Regions from separate parts of the Zea mays genome. Here region 1 is linked to region 2. Evidence: chromatin contacts called from public Hi-C data. All regions are on one chromosome and are shown on one strand. The core of a region is the stretch at or near the end of the contact, and the rest is flanking DNA. Distances in the headings are between cores, read along the strand shown.

Region 1 (6,002 bases), core at 2,670-5,169, 66 kb after region 2:
CAGACGAGGAGTAGTCCGAATCCCACTCCTTGCCAAGATGAGCCTCGCCCTTTGCCTTCTTATAATTCTTCTTCTTCTCCCTCTTGTTCCCTTGGTCCTGATCACTAGCATTGTCGGGACAGTTAGCAATAAAATGACCAAGCTTACCACATTTGAAGCACGAACGCTTCCCCTTGGCTTTGGTCTTGCTTGGCTGTCCCTTGCGACCTTTAAGCGCCGTCTTGAATCTTTTGATGATGAGGGCCATCTCTTCATCATTAAGTCCGGCCGCCTCAATTTGTGCCACCCTGCTAGGTAGCGCCTCCTTGCTTCTTGTTGCCTTGAGAGCAAGGGGTTGAGGCTCGTTGATCGGTCCATTCAAGGCGTCGTCCACGTATCTTGCTTCCTTGATCATCATCCGCCCGCTTACGAATTTTCCGAGTACCTCCTCGGGCGTCATCTTCGTGTACCTGGGATTCTCACGAATATTGTTCACGAGATGAGGATCAAGAACGGTAAATGACCTTAGCATTAGGCGGACGACGTCGTGATCCGTCCATCGCGTGCTTCCGTAGCTCCTTATTTTGTTGATAAGGATCTTGAGCCGGTTGTATGTTTGCGTCGGCTCCTCGCCCCTTATCATCGCGAATCGTCCGAGCTCGCCCTCCACCAACTCCATCTTGGTGAGTAAGGTGACATCATTCCCCTCATGAGAGATCTTGAGGGTGTCCCAAATTTGCTTGACATTGTCCAAGCCGCTCACCTTGTGATACTCGTCCCTGCACAAAGAGGCTAGCAACACAGTAGTAGCTTGTGCATTTTTATGGATCTGTTCATTAATAAACGAAGGACTATCCGAGCTATCAAATTTCATTCCACTTTCCACAATCTCCCAAATGCTTGGATGGAGAGAAAATAGGTGTGTACGCATTTTGTGACTCCAAAATCCGTAGTCCTCTCCATCAAAGTGAGGAGGCTTGCCAAGTGGAATGGGGAGCAAATGAGCATTTGAGCTGTGCGGAATGCGCGAATAATCAAAAGAAAAGTTTGAGTTAACCGTCTTTTGTTTGTCGTAGTCGTCGTCCTTGTGGGAAGAAGTAGACTCGTCGCTGTCGTAGTAGACGATCTCCTTGATACGTCTTGTCTTCTGCTTCTTCCCATCTTTACGTCTGTGGCCCGAGCCAGAGTCGTTGGATTTGTCATCTTTTGGCTCGTTGACGAAGGACTCCTTTTCCTTGTCGTTGATCACGATTCCCTTCCCCTTAGGATCCATCTCTTCGGGCGGTTAGTCCCTTTCTTGAAGAGAATGGCTCCGATACCAATTGAGAGCACCTAGAGGGGGGGGGGGGTGAATAGGTGATCCTGTAAAACTTAAACTTATAGCCACAAAAACTTGTTAAGTGTTAGCACAATAAATGCCAAGTGGCTAGAAAGGAGTCTCAACAAAACACAATACCACAAGAGATCAATCACAGAGACGACACAGTGGTTTATCCCGTGGTTTGGCCAAGACCAACGCTTGCCTACTCCACGTTGTGGCGTCCCAACGGACGAGGGTTGCAATCAACCCCTCTCAAGCGGTCCAAAGACCCACTTGAATACCACGGTGTTTTGCTTGCTTTTTCTCAATCCCGTTTGCGAGGAATCTCCACAACTTGGAGCCTCTCGCCCTTACAATTGAAGTTCACAAAGAACACAGAGCAAAGGGGGAATGAGCAACGCACACAAGACTTCAAAAGATCAGAGCAACAACACGCACACAAGTCGCAACAAGAGCTCGCAACACAACTCAAAGAGTTCGCAACTCAACAAGAGCTCTAGATGCTATCACAATGAAACGAATGCGTGAGATCGATGTCTTGGTGCTTAGGAATATTGTAGGAATGCTTGGTGTGCTCCTCCATGCGCCTAGGGGTCCCTTTTATAGCCCCAAGGCAGCTAGGAGCCGTTGAGAGCAATTCTGGAAGGCTGATCTTGCCTTCTGTCATCGGGCGCACCGGACACTGTCCGGTGCTCGATTTCTTTCCTTAAACGGCGCAGTCGACCGTTGCAGATCTAGGAGCCGTTGGCGCACCGGACAGTCCGGTGCACACCGGACAGTCCGGTGCCCCCTTCCGACCGTTGGCTTGGCCACGTGTCCCGCGCAGATCGCGCGGCCGACCGTTGGATCGGCCGACCGTTGGCTCACCGGACAGTCCGGTGCACACCGGACAGTCCGGTGAATTTTAGCCGTACGCCGTCGGTGAATTCCCGAGAGCGACCACTTTGCTCGAGGCAGCCTGGCGCACCGGACACTGTCCGGTGCACCACCGGACACTGTCCGGTGCACCACCGGACAGTCCGGTGCTCCAGACCGAAACAGCCTCTTGGCTGAACACAGCCAACTCCCCTCTTTTCTTCTTCTTCCTGTTTCTGATACTTAGACAAGTATATTAGTACACAAAACCAATGTACTAAGACATGGAAACATACCTTTGCTCCTGATTTGCACTTTGTCCATTCATGGGCATAGATTTACATTTAAGCACTTGTGTTGGCACTCAATCACCAAAATACTTAGAAATGGCCCAAGGGCACATTTCCCTTTCAGTCAGGCCCGGCCTCAGGCACCATAGGAAACTCCGCTCCACCCGACCCAGGGCTCGGACTTGGGCTAAGCCCCTGAAGACGGCGAACTCCGCTCCGCCCGACCCAGGGCTCGGACTCAGGCTAAGCCCCGGAAGACGGCGAACTCCGCTCCGCCCGACTCAGGGCTCGGACTCGGGCTAAGCCCCGGAAGACGGCGAACTCCGCTCCGCCCGACCCAGGGCTCGGACTTGGGCTAAGCCCCTGAAGACGGCGAACTCCGCTCCGCCCAACCCAGGGCTCGGACTCGGGCTAAGCCCCGGAAGACGGCGAACTCCGCTCCGCCCGACCCAGGGCTCGGACTTGGGCTCAGCCCCGGAAGACGACGTACACCGCTTCGCCCGACCCCAGGGCTCGGACTCAGCCCTGGCCTCAGCCGACGGTCTCCGCCTCGCCCGACCCAGGGGCTCGGGCTCGACCACGGCCGCGGAAGACAGACTCGACCTCGACCTCGGAGGAGCCTCCACATCGCCCAACCTAGGGCGCGGACCGACCACGTCGACAGGAGGCGCCATCATTACCCTACCCCAAGCTGACTCAGACTACGGGGAACAAGACCGGCGTCCCATTTGGCTCGCTCCGCCAGATAGGCAATGATGGCGCCCCGCACGCTCCCTGACGACTGCGGCTCTCGGCCCCCTTACGGAAGCAAGAGGACGTCAGCAAGGACTCGACAGCCCCGACAGCTGTCCTTCCGCCAGGCTCCAGCGCTCCTCCGACGGCCACGACACCACACGAACCGGGTGCCAAAACCTCTTCGGCTGCCACGACGGCGTGTACTTAGGGCGCTAGCTCTCCTTCGCTAGACACGTAGCACTCTGCTACACCCCCCATTGTACACCTGGATCCTCTCCTTACGCCTATAAAAGGAAGGATCAGGGCCCTCTTACAGAGGGTTGGCCGCGCGGGGACGAGGACGAGACAGGCGCTCGCGTGAGGCCGCTCGCTCCCTCTCCCGCGTGGACGCTTGTAACCCCCTACTGCAAGCGCACCCGACCTGGGCGCGGGACGAACACGAAGGCCGCGGGATTTCCACCTCTCTCACGCCCGTCTCCGGCCACCTTTCTCCCCCCTTCTCGTTCGGCCTCGCGCCGACCCATCTGGGCTGGGGCACGTGACGGCATTTCACTCATTGGCCCGGGGACCCCCGGTCTCGAAACGCCGACACTCACTCTATGAATTTGAGATAGACTTATATGATAACTTTAGAAAGTAGTGAAATGTCACATTCTAAAAAATAGCCAATTCCAATAGTAAAATTCTAATTTCTCAAAATGAAAGAAAATAAAAGGGACATACTCATAGAGATTGTTGTAAAAGACATAGAATACGATGAAATTTAAAAGTGAAACGAATTCTCCGAGAATAACCGGTGACCGGGATAAGGGTTCGTATCTGGCTCGGTCTCTGCCATCTCCAACCTCGAGAGCCCACCAAACCCAAAGCCCAGGCCTCTCCGTCCCCAATCCCCCATCCGGCTTGCCCCCCATGTCGTCGCAGTGCCCCTACTGCCGCGCGTCGGGGCCGGCGCGGTGCGCGACGACGCAGCCGCCGCTCTCGCGCGCCGTCTCCGAGTGCTCCGCCTGCGCCCGAATCGTCCTCGAGCGCCACCTCCACACGCACCCCTTCTTCCCCCTCCTCCCCTCACTCCATCCGCTCCCCCTTGTCACCCCCGACCTCGCCACAGCCATCGATCCCGCCCCGTCTCCTTCCCCCGGCGACGAAGATGACGAGGACCCCTTTCTCCCCGCGGGCTTCGTCTCCGCCTTCTCGGCTTTCTCCCTCGAGCGCCACCCCGTCCTCGCCCGCTCCGCCTCCACCTTCTCTGGACACCTCGCCGAGCTCGAGCGCGCGCTCGCTGTCGACTCCGCCACCGCGGCCTCCAACCCGGACCCCGCCGGCCCCATGGTCTCCGTCGACAGCCTCCGCGCCTACCTCCAGATCGTCGACGTCGCCTCCATACTCAGGCTCGACAGGGACATAGCGGATCACGCTTTCGAGCTCTTCAAGGATTGCTCGTCCGCGACTTGCCTCAGGAATCGGAGCGTCGAGGCGCTCGCGACCGCCGCGCTCGTGCAGGCTATCCGCGAGGCGCAGCAACCACGGACGCTGCAGGTTGGTCTGTGATTCGCACACGCACACGCACACGCACACCATGTGTTTATTCTAATGCTCTAGTGCAGCAAAGTTGGGTGTGCCTAACCGCGATAGCATAAGCATGCGTGTCTTCAAACAATTCATATTTTGGACTGGTTATATGGATAATTATAGTTTTGGAAACATAAACCTTGCTCTGTTTATTTCATGGAATTGGGGATGCTGTGAGTAAACTAAAAAATGCTAATGGTTTCAATTCCAAAGATATGCTACTTTCCAGCATATTAAGGGCATGTTTGGTTTGATGCCTGAGTTGCCACAATTTGCCTAACTTTTCTGCCTAAGTTTAGTTTTTCAATTCGAACGACTAACCTTAGTCAAAGTGTGGCACATTTAGACACGAACCAAACAGCCCCTAAAATAGCCTACCAAAGCATCACTTCAATCAGATCACCCGATCCAGTGTCCCTTTTTATCCATCATAGGAACCACGATGTTGTGCGCGCCATTAACATTGATGGAAGAAAAAACAAATCAAGTTATCCCACTGTATGTAGACTGATGGTGTATCTAGTACTTATTAGGATATCTTTAACCCCGTTGGGAATACATGAATTCATCCCGAACGATTTTAAAGATGCTTTGTTGACAGCCAATGAACCAAATGATTGTCAGCTCGGTTATGTTCGGTCTTTTGTCCCACAAGCACTTAGTGTAGAAGTAGAATGCATTTTCATTTAATGCTATGTTGTTGATTAGAACTGAGTCACCTTCTGCGGTTCTGCCTGCTACGTAGCCAAGAAATCTCTACGCTAGCAAGCTTCCTCAGAAACAAATAGCAGGAAAAAACTTTTAAAATACCTGTGAAATATCGGAAACTTGGTATACTATTCATGTCACACTAATTTTATCAATGATAACCAGTTCACCTTCTGTTCTCACGTGGACAGGAAATCTCTACTGCTAGCAATCTTCCTCAAAAGGAGATAGGAAAATACATCAAAATACTCGGCGAATCTCTGAAACTGAGTCAACCACTTAACAGCAACTCAATAGCTGTTCATATGCCCAGATTTTGCAGCTTGCTCCAGCTGAATAAATCTGCTCAGGTATCAGATTATCTAAACAACATGTTAATGAAGCATTATGCCAAAAACCAATATCCGTTTTTAATATATTGTACGTCGACTCTTCAGGAACTTGCAGCTCATATTGGTGAGGTGGTTGTTAATAAGTGCTTCTGCACACGGCGGAATCCCATAAGTATATCTGCTGCTGCTATCTACCTTGCATGTCAGCTT
Region 2 (5,809 bases), core at 198-2,697:
CGTATAGGACCAGTTGCTCCCGTACACGTCGTCTCCCACCCAGTTCACTCGCTATCTCGGAGCCAGCTTTCCAAGCTAAACTGAACCATGGCTACATACTGTGCTTTTTCAGCTTTAACAGCGTGTTTCTCCAACCACATTATAGTATTCCTCTCAATAAGCACCCATTTTGCATGGTTACCCCTGCTTCTCAAGAAGAAGAAAAAAAAAGGCACAGACAGCTTTGTCCGGTATCACTAGATCATTATCGTATCGTACCGAAAAGTTCTTCCCATCCTGTCAGCAGGAATCATGGCGGAGGACGACGATGAGGCTGATCTTTTCCCACTACTACTACTACCAGAGGAAGCAGGACCCGAAATATCTTGGACTGATACAACGCCTCACACTTTTTTTTTTGTTTTTTTGTTTTTGAGTTGTTTGAGCAGCACTGTGGACATCATATCGTTGGGGACGAAGACAAGATTGGCAGGACACCCGAGATAGTACGTACAACTGTGAGCTTGTTTTCAGTGGGACCGGGGCAGGCAGAACCAAGGCTAGCAAGTGTTTTTATGGGACAGCAGGGGGTCTATCCCTACCAGGACTTTTTACGAAGATAAAAACAGAAGTTACAACAAACAAAAGAAGAAGAAACCAAGCAAGTTCATGGTTTCAGACTACCCTAAACCCTTATTATCGCAGCGAAGGATCGGAACAGTGTATGTGTATATGCATGCAGATGAAGATCTGAAGGATGCCTTCGTGTGATTCCTGCAATCTATGGAAGAAGGGAAAAAAAAAAGAACACCGTGATGATGACTGGCATTCTGAAGTCTGAACCATAACGCGCACTGATTGGACGCGGATAGGAGATGCGGGGCATGATGAGACCAAAAGGTTGGAGGAAAAGAGGCCGAGCAGCGGCTGCTAGTGGTGGAGCCCGCGACCTGGAGGCCGTGGCGAGGTCGAACTCGACACGTATGGGCCGGCATGGATCCAGGAAGATTATTACTCCCTCCGTTTCTTTTTATTTGTCGCTGGATAGTGTAAAATTGCACTATCCAGCGACAAATAAAAAGAAACGGAGGGAGTATAATATTACGCGGGCACTAAGCCACTAATCAGAGTGATCACGCGGGAGTATGCGCTCTCGCCGTGAAGCTAATCCTGAAGCTGCTCCCCTTTTTCTTTTCCCCAATTCCAAAGGAAAAGCCTGGATGCTGATTAGCAGAATTCAACAGAATACAGGACGGGACTGAACCGCCGCCCATCCAATCGCGTTGATCCGTCATCGTCCCGTCCGGCCGGCCGCGACGCAAACGCAAATGAGTGAGTGGCTCCTGCACTAACCGAGAGCTTCTGCATCATGAATTACCATATCATTGCATGCGCCTAACCCCGCCGTACTGCGTGCACAACGTTGGCTTTGCTCCTCCGTGCCGTGCCGTCAGATCAGCCTGTCGTCTTCGCTTTCCTGTGCCGCCCGATAGTGAAGGGAAGGGAAGGGGGACCGGACGAGGATAGTTGCGCGTGCTATGTGTGCGTTTCACGCTTGGCTAGCTGCAGTGTACCTCTTCGTAACAGCGTGCTACGTGTGCATTTCACGTTTGGTTACTGTTTCGTTCTATGTTCGTCCTGTACACGGCTGCCATCTGACTGTGCCTTTCGTTCTCCTTCAACAGTGGCCCTTCCATAGGGGTGTCTGTGTCTTTCGTGGTATGTTCGTTGTATGTTCGTGCTGCAATCATTTGAATTATGTGTTTGCAGTTGGGCATTTGATCCCCAAGGAGGCAGTAAACAACACTACACTGCATGTATTTAAGCGAGCCAACAAGGGGGGTATCCTTTCACTGTCCATAATTCAAATGATTTCAGAAAAAACCGCAACTCGTGCGCTTGGTTGATGTCACCGTTGCACTAATCTTGAAACCAACTTCAGTAGTTCTACCAATACCGTCTACATGAGCAAGCAGACACCTAATATTGGACCAATACTTTTGGTCGTGATTCTAGCAACACAACTGTCTCTAGAGAGTCTAGATGCACTTCAACTGTCCCAAAAATGAAGCAAGAACAAATCCACTTCTAACAAAAAACAGGGAGACAACAGCAAAGCAATCTAGCTCCGCTACTATCCTTTGTTGTCAGCCTGCAGACGGTGGGAAGCACCTTAAGTGTGTACTGTTACGCCGCTTAGTTACCAAAATCTTGAGTATCCCAAGTCAAATATACCTAAATGTCACGTGCCATGACTGACAAAACATGTAAACTAAGATGTTAGAATATCCTAGACATTGAAGATGCAGAATTGCAGATGAATCTTGTCTCTTCTTCCTGGATTGAGGCTGTCCTGCATTTGCATTAGCAAGAACAGAAATAGAAGCGTTCAACAAAGAGTAGAGCCTCCAAAACATTTACTGCGATCATTTTGTTGCCGGTTTCAGTATGGTTCAGATAAGCATAATCAACCAGCGTGGCTCCCTTAGGTAGGTTTTTAATCTACTTGTAACAGCGTATTTAGAGCCTCCAAAATAGTCCATGCTATTAAATAATATCTCCACAGTTCATTGCCTCACCTTGCCTTTAGGAGTAAACACAAAGACACGGCTTCCTAGAAGATCTCTGGTGATAGTATCAACAAATTCTCTAGAACTCATATTACCAACAAATAACTCTTCTCGCCCCTCGTGGATTGCATTGAGGTAACCAACCTATGAAAGATGGTATGTATTAACTTTTTTCTCAAACGCACCGTGTTACAATATTTAAAGCGGAAATATTATAAGCTTTATAAAGCATTAGTATGATTAGATTCGATAAAGTATAGTACCCTTACAGCAAAGCCTGTGTTGTTCAAGCATATTATGTTCCCCATGGCATTTCTCCCGCTTGATATTCCAAGCCGAACAGGTCAAAGCTACCCCTCGTCCACTGTATGTGCAACAATGCCTCTTCCTGCTATTAAATCCATATCTTCTGTTCTTATCTGCAATACAGTTGGAATTTTAAACATATCACAATCAGTAATAGGATGAAAATAAATTCTTTTTTTGATGTTTGCGCATTTCAATTTAACAAATGACTAGGCAACATTACCTGAACTTCCAAATGGAACAAATGGTATCACTATTGTGTGTAGACTTTGGTACCCATTAGGTTTTGGAGTTGCAATGTAATCTTCCACCTGTTGGCATAATCTATTGTTAGAAAAATGGTATATTTCACAAAAGAACATTAAATACGACGAAAATAAGATAACTCATAGCTTGAGGAATGGGTATCCATATGCCATGAACAAGGCCAAGAACATGATATCAGATCTGAATTGAATTGAACATACTTGTGAGCCAATGACAAATCCACTGTATAAGCACTATATTAATTTGTTGTTAGTGGTACCTGTTGTGCAGTGCATAATGGCCCAACACCACTGCAGAATTTTGGTTTTATGATGATCCTCAACTAAGAAAATAATGTAAGGTTCATTATTTCACAACTAGCAATATATTTAGAGTAATATAAATAACATGAATATGAAAAAAAAAATACCTGGGCAACCTGATTCACCTCATTTATTTGTTAGATTCACCTCATTTTTTTGAACTCTTGGATTTGAGTGTAGTTTTGTAAATGCTGAAAGATGGCTCAACTAATAAATAATCCACCAAATAAACAACCTTAAATCATATTTCAAAGTAAGAACCACATAACACTCACACCATTATTATAATAATAACTTTTGGTTTAAAATGTAACTGAGACGCACAACTAAGCAAATGAGCAGGCAACCGTACCACGAAGTATTCACATTATGGAGTGATTTTTAGTCAACAACAAATATGGTTCACTGGCTAACCTTTTGTGTCAAAGAAAAAACTAAAAAATGTGTAGCAGACCGGTTAATTGTATGATCTCATAAGAAATGAGTTGGAAAACTGTGTAAGAAATATCTAGGGAAAGCATGCTAGCACAACACTACAACAAGCAGAAATGGTGTTATAGTATGATAATTCAATCCCTAATAAAAATAGATAAACTTCTCTTTGGAGTCTGAAGCCAGTAGCACTTTTAGTTTAATGAGATGGCAATGGCATGCACTCACCTGTAGAGCTTTTTGTAAACTGAGCGCGCTTCTGTTTCAAACACTAACAAGATCGAGGAACTGATCCTTAACAATCTTTTGCCTTAAAATTTTATTTGCCTGGAATTGAAGAATCTCAAATTCATGTCATCCATTGCAAACATGAGAAAATGGAATTGGATCATGCAGTATCAACCATAACTTAAAAGCGCTACCAAACAAACACAACACCTCTTCCAATTCATGTTTATGGGCCTTGTATAAGTCTTCAACTCTTTTCCTTAGTTCAGCAAATCTAGTGGGGTTAACGTACATGAAGAATAGATATTCTTGCTCAGAATATAAGGACAAGAGCTGCTGGTCGAAGGGAAGGGAGAACTGGTAGTAAAACTTTAGGATATAAGAACTTTTTCTTCATAAATGCATATATACACATAGAATGATATACGGATATATGCCTACATGAAAAGAGAAATGCATGAAACAAAATATTTTTTACATGGATAAAAGTAGCAGTACAAGATCACGTATTGCAATAAAAATGAGAGCATGCATGAAAAAGTAAAGATTCTCGAAGAAAAGACAAATAATGCATTGGCTTTACAGCCAAGTCAACCAACAACCATGTTGGGAGCCGTAGAATGAGGCTCACAGACTCTGTGCTATTAATGGTACTCTTTAGCAGAAGAGAGATCAACCTTGCATAGTTGTAGCCTTCAACCTAAAGGTAAGATTTCTGCGTGTTTGGAGCAGCCTTTGTCTTCTTCAAAGAAGCAGTAGGAGGAGTCACTGCACTCGTATCCGACGACAAACTCTTGATAAGTGTATAAAGTGTCTTAGTATTTGATAGTCCTCTATCCTTTCACAAAATAAGTCGGTCTTACTTCTGACACAAATGCATACAATTCTAAAGATTCAGAGAAAGCATGAACCATAAAGAAAATCTTATATTCAGATTCATCAAAATATATTATAAAAATGGAATAGGTTAAAATGATAAGAATCAAACTGACGTATTTTGAACATGACATGGACTAACTGATGGGTGAATCTGTTGACCCTTGCCCATATATTTCATATAGTCATTTTGACAAACACTTGACATGCAGACACCATTACAGTTCATGTTTGAAGTAATGGAGCGATTGGATTTCATCCTGTTACTACAATCTATACGAAATAAAAAAGAATTTGGTTAGGGGAAGTCAGAGGATAGGAACACTGAAGTTAAGATGTGGATAGGGAGATGGATCAGAAGGGGCCTACCTGCTATGATGTCATGCCGAAGCGATGTGACGACGGATGGGGTGAAGTAGGGGATTTTTTTTGCTTTTTAGTTTTTTAAAAGTTTCTCATAATTATGCACTTTTCAGTTTGAATTTAGAAAATGGATCCTTACCTCGGTGTCATCACTATTGGCGCCGATATTATACGTCTCGTCTAATATAGATGACGCCGAGGTATCACTCCGGAGCTTCGATATGGCGCCTAGGTGGCAGAGGTCGGCGTCGTCACTATTGTCGTCGACCCCTGGCACCCACAAATGGTCGTTTAGCCTTGGTTCGTGCGTGCATTATATATATATATATATATATAGTTTATCTATTAAGAGCCCTGGGCTCTATAAAACTATAGAGAGCCCTAGCCCACGTCCGATAACTTTTTATGCAAGCGAACTGATTTAGCGTAAACGGAAACCCATTTTAGCGTAAACAGAGTAACAGTCGCGAGCCCTCGTTCCAGAAA

Evidence for each region. A called contact is a pair of places that touch in the nucleus more often than the background predicts.
Region 1: a contact with region 2 is called in a Hi-C map of leaf, with 6 times the contacts expected there. The contact joins the promoter of LOC542022 here to the enhancer-like site in region 2. A contact is called at or near these places in 3 of 25 Hi-C or Micro-C datasets (ear, leaf and tassel).

What each region holds. Positions count from the first base shown.
Region 1 is chr9:155,140,246-155,146,247 of Zm-B73-REFERENCE-NAM-5.0, forward strand. LOC542022 reads left to right here and starts at 3,920. Exons shown (of 3, transcript NM_001305845.1): 1 at 3,920-4,719; 2 at 5,652-5,810; 3 at 5,898-6,002. The coding sequence starts at 3,937.
Region 2 is chr9:155,076,299-155,082,107 of Zm-B73-REFERENCE-NAM-5.0, forward strand. LOC103639480 (a long non-coding RNA gene) reads right to left here and starts at 5,612. Exons shown (of 9, transcript XR_004852856.1): 1 at 5,330-5,612; 2 at 4,762-5,233; 3 at 4,085-4,183; 4 at 3,532-3,615; 5 at 3,382-3,444; 6 at 3,079-3,166; 7 at 2,819-2,968; 8 at 2,559-2,693; 9 at 1,807-2,332. Within about 2 kb of position 1,448, at least 19 of the 20 cell types and tissues checked have an H3K27ac peak or open chromatin away from gene starts, as enhancers often do. A contact at or near this core is called in ear, leaf and tassel, where this site is marked.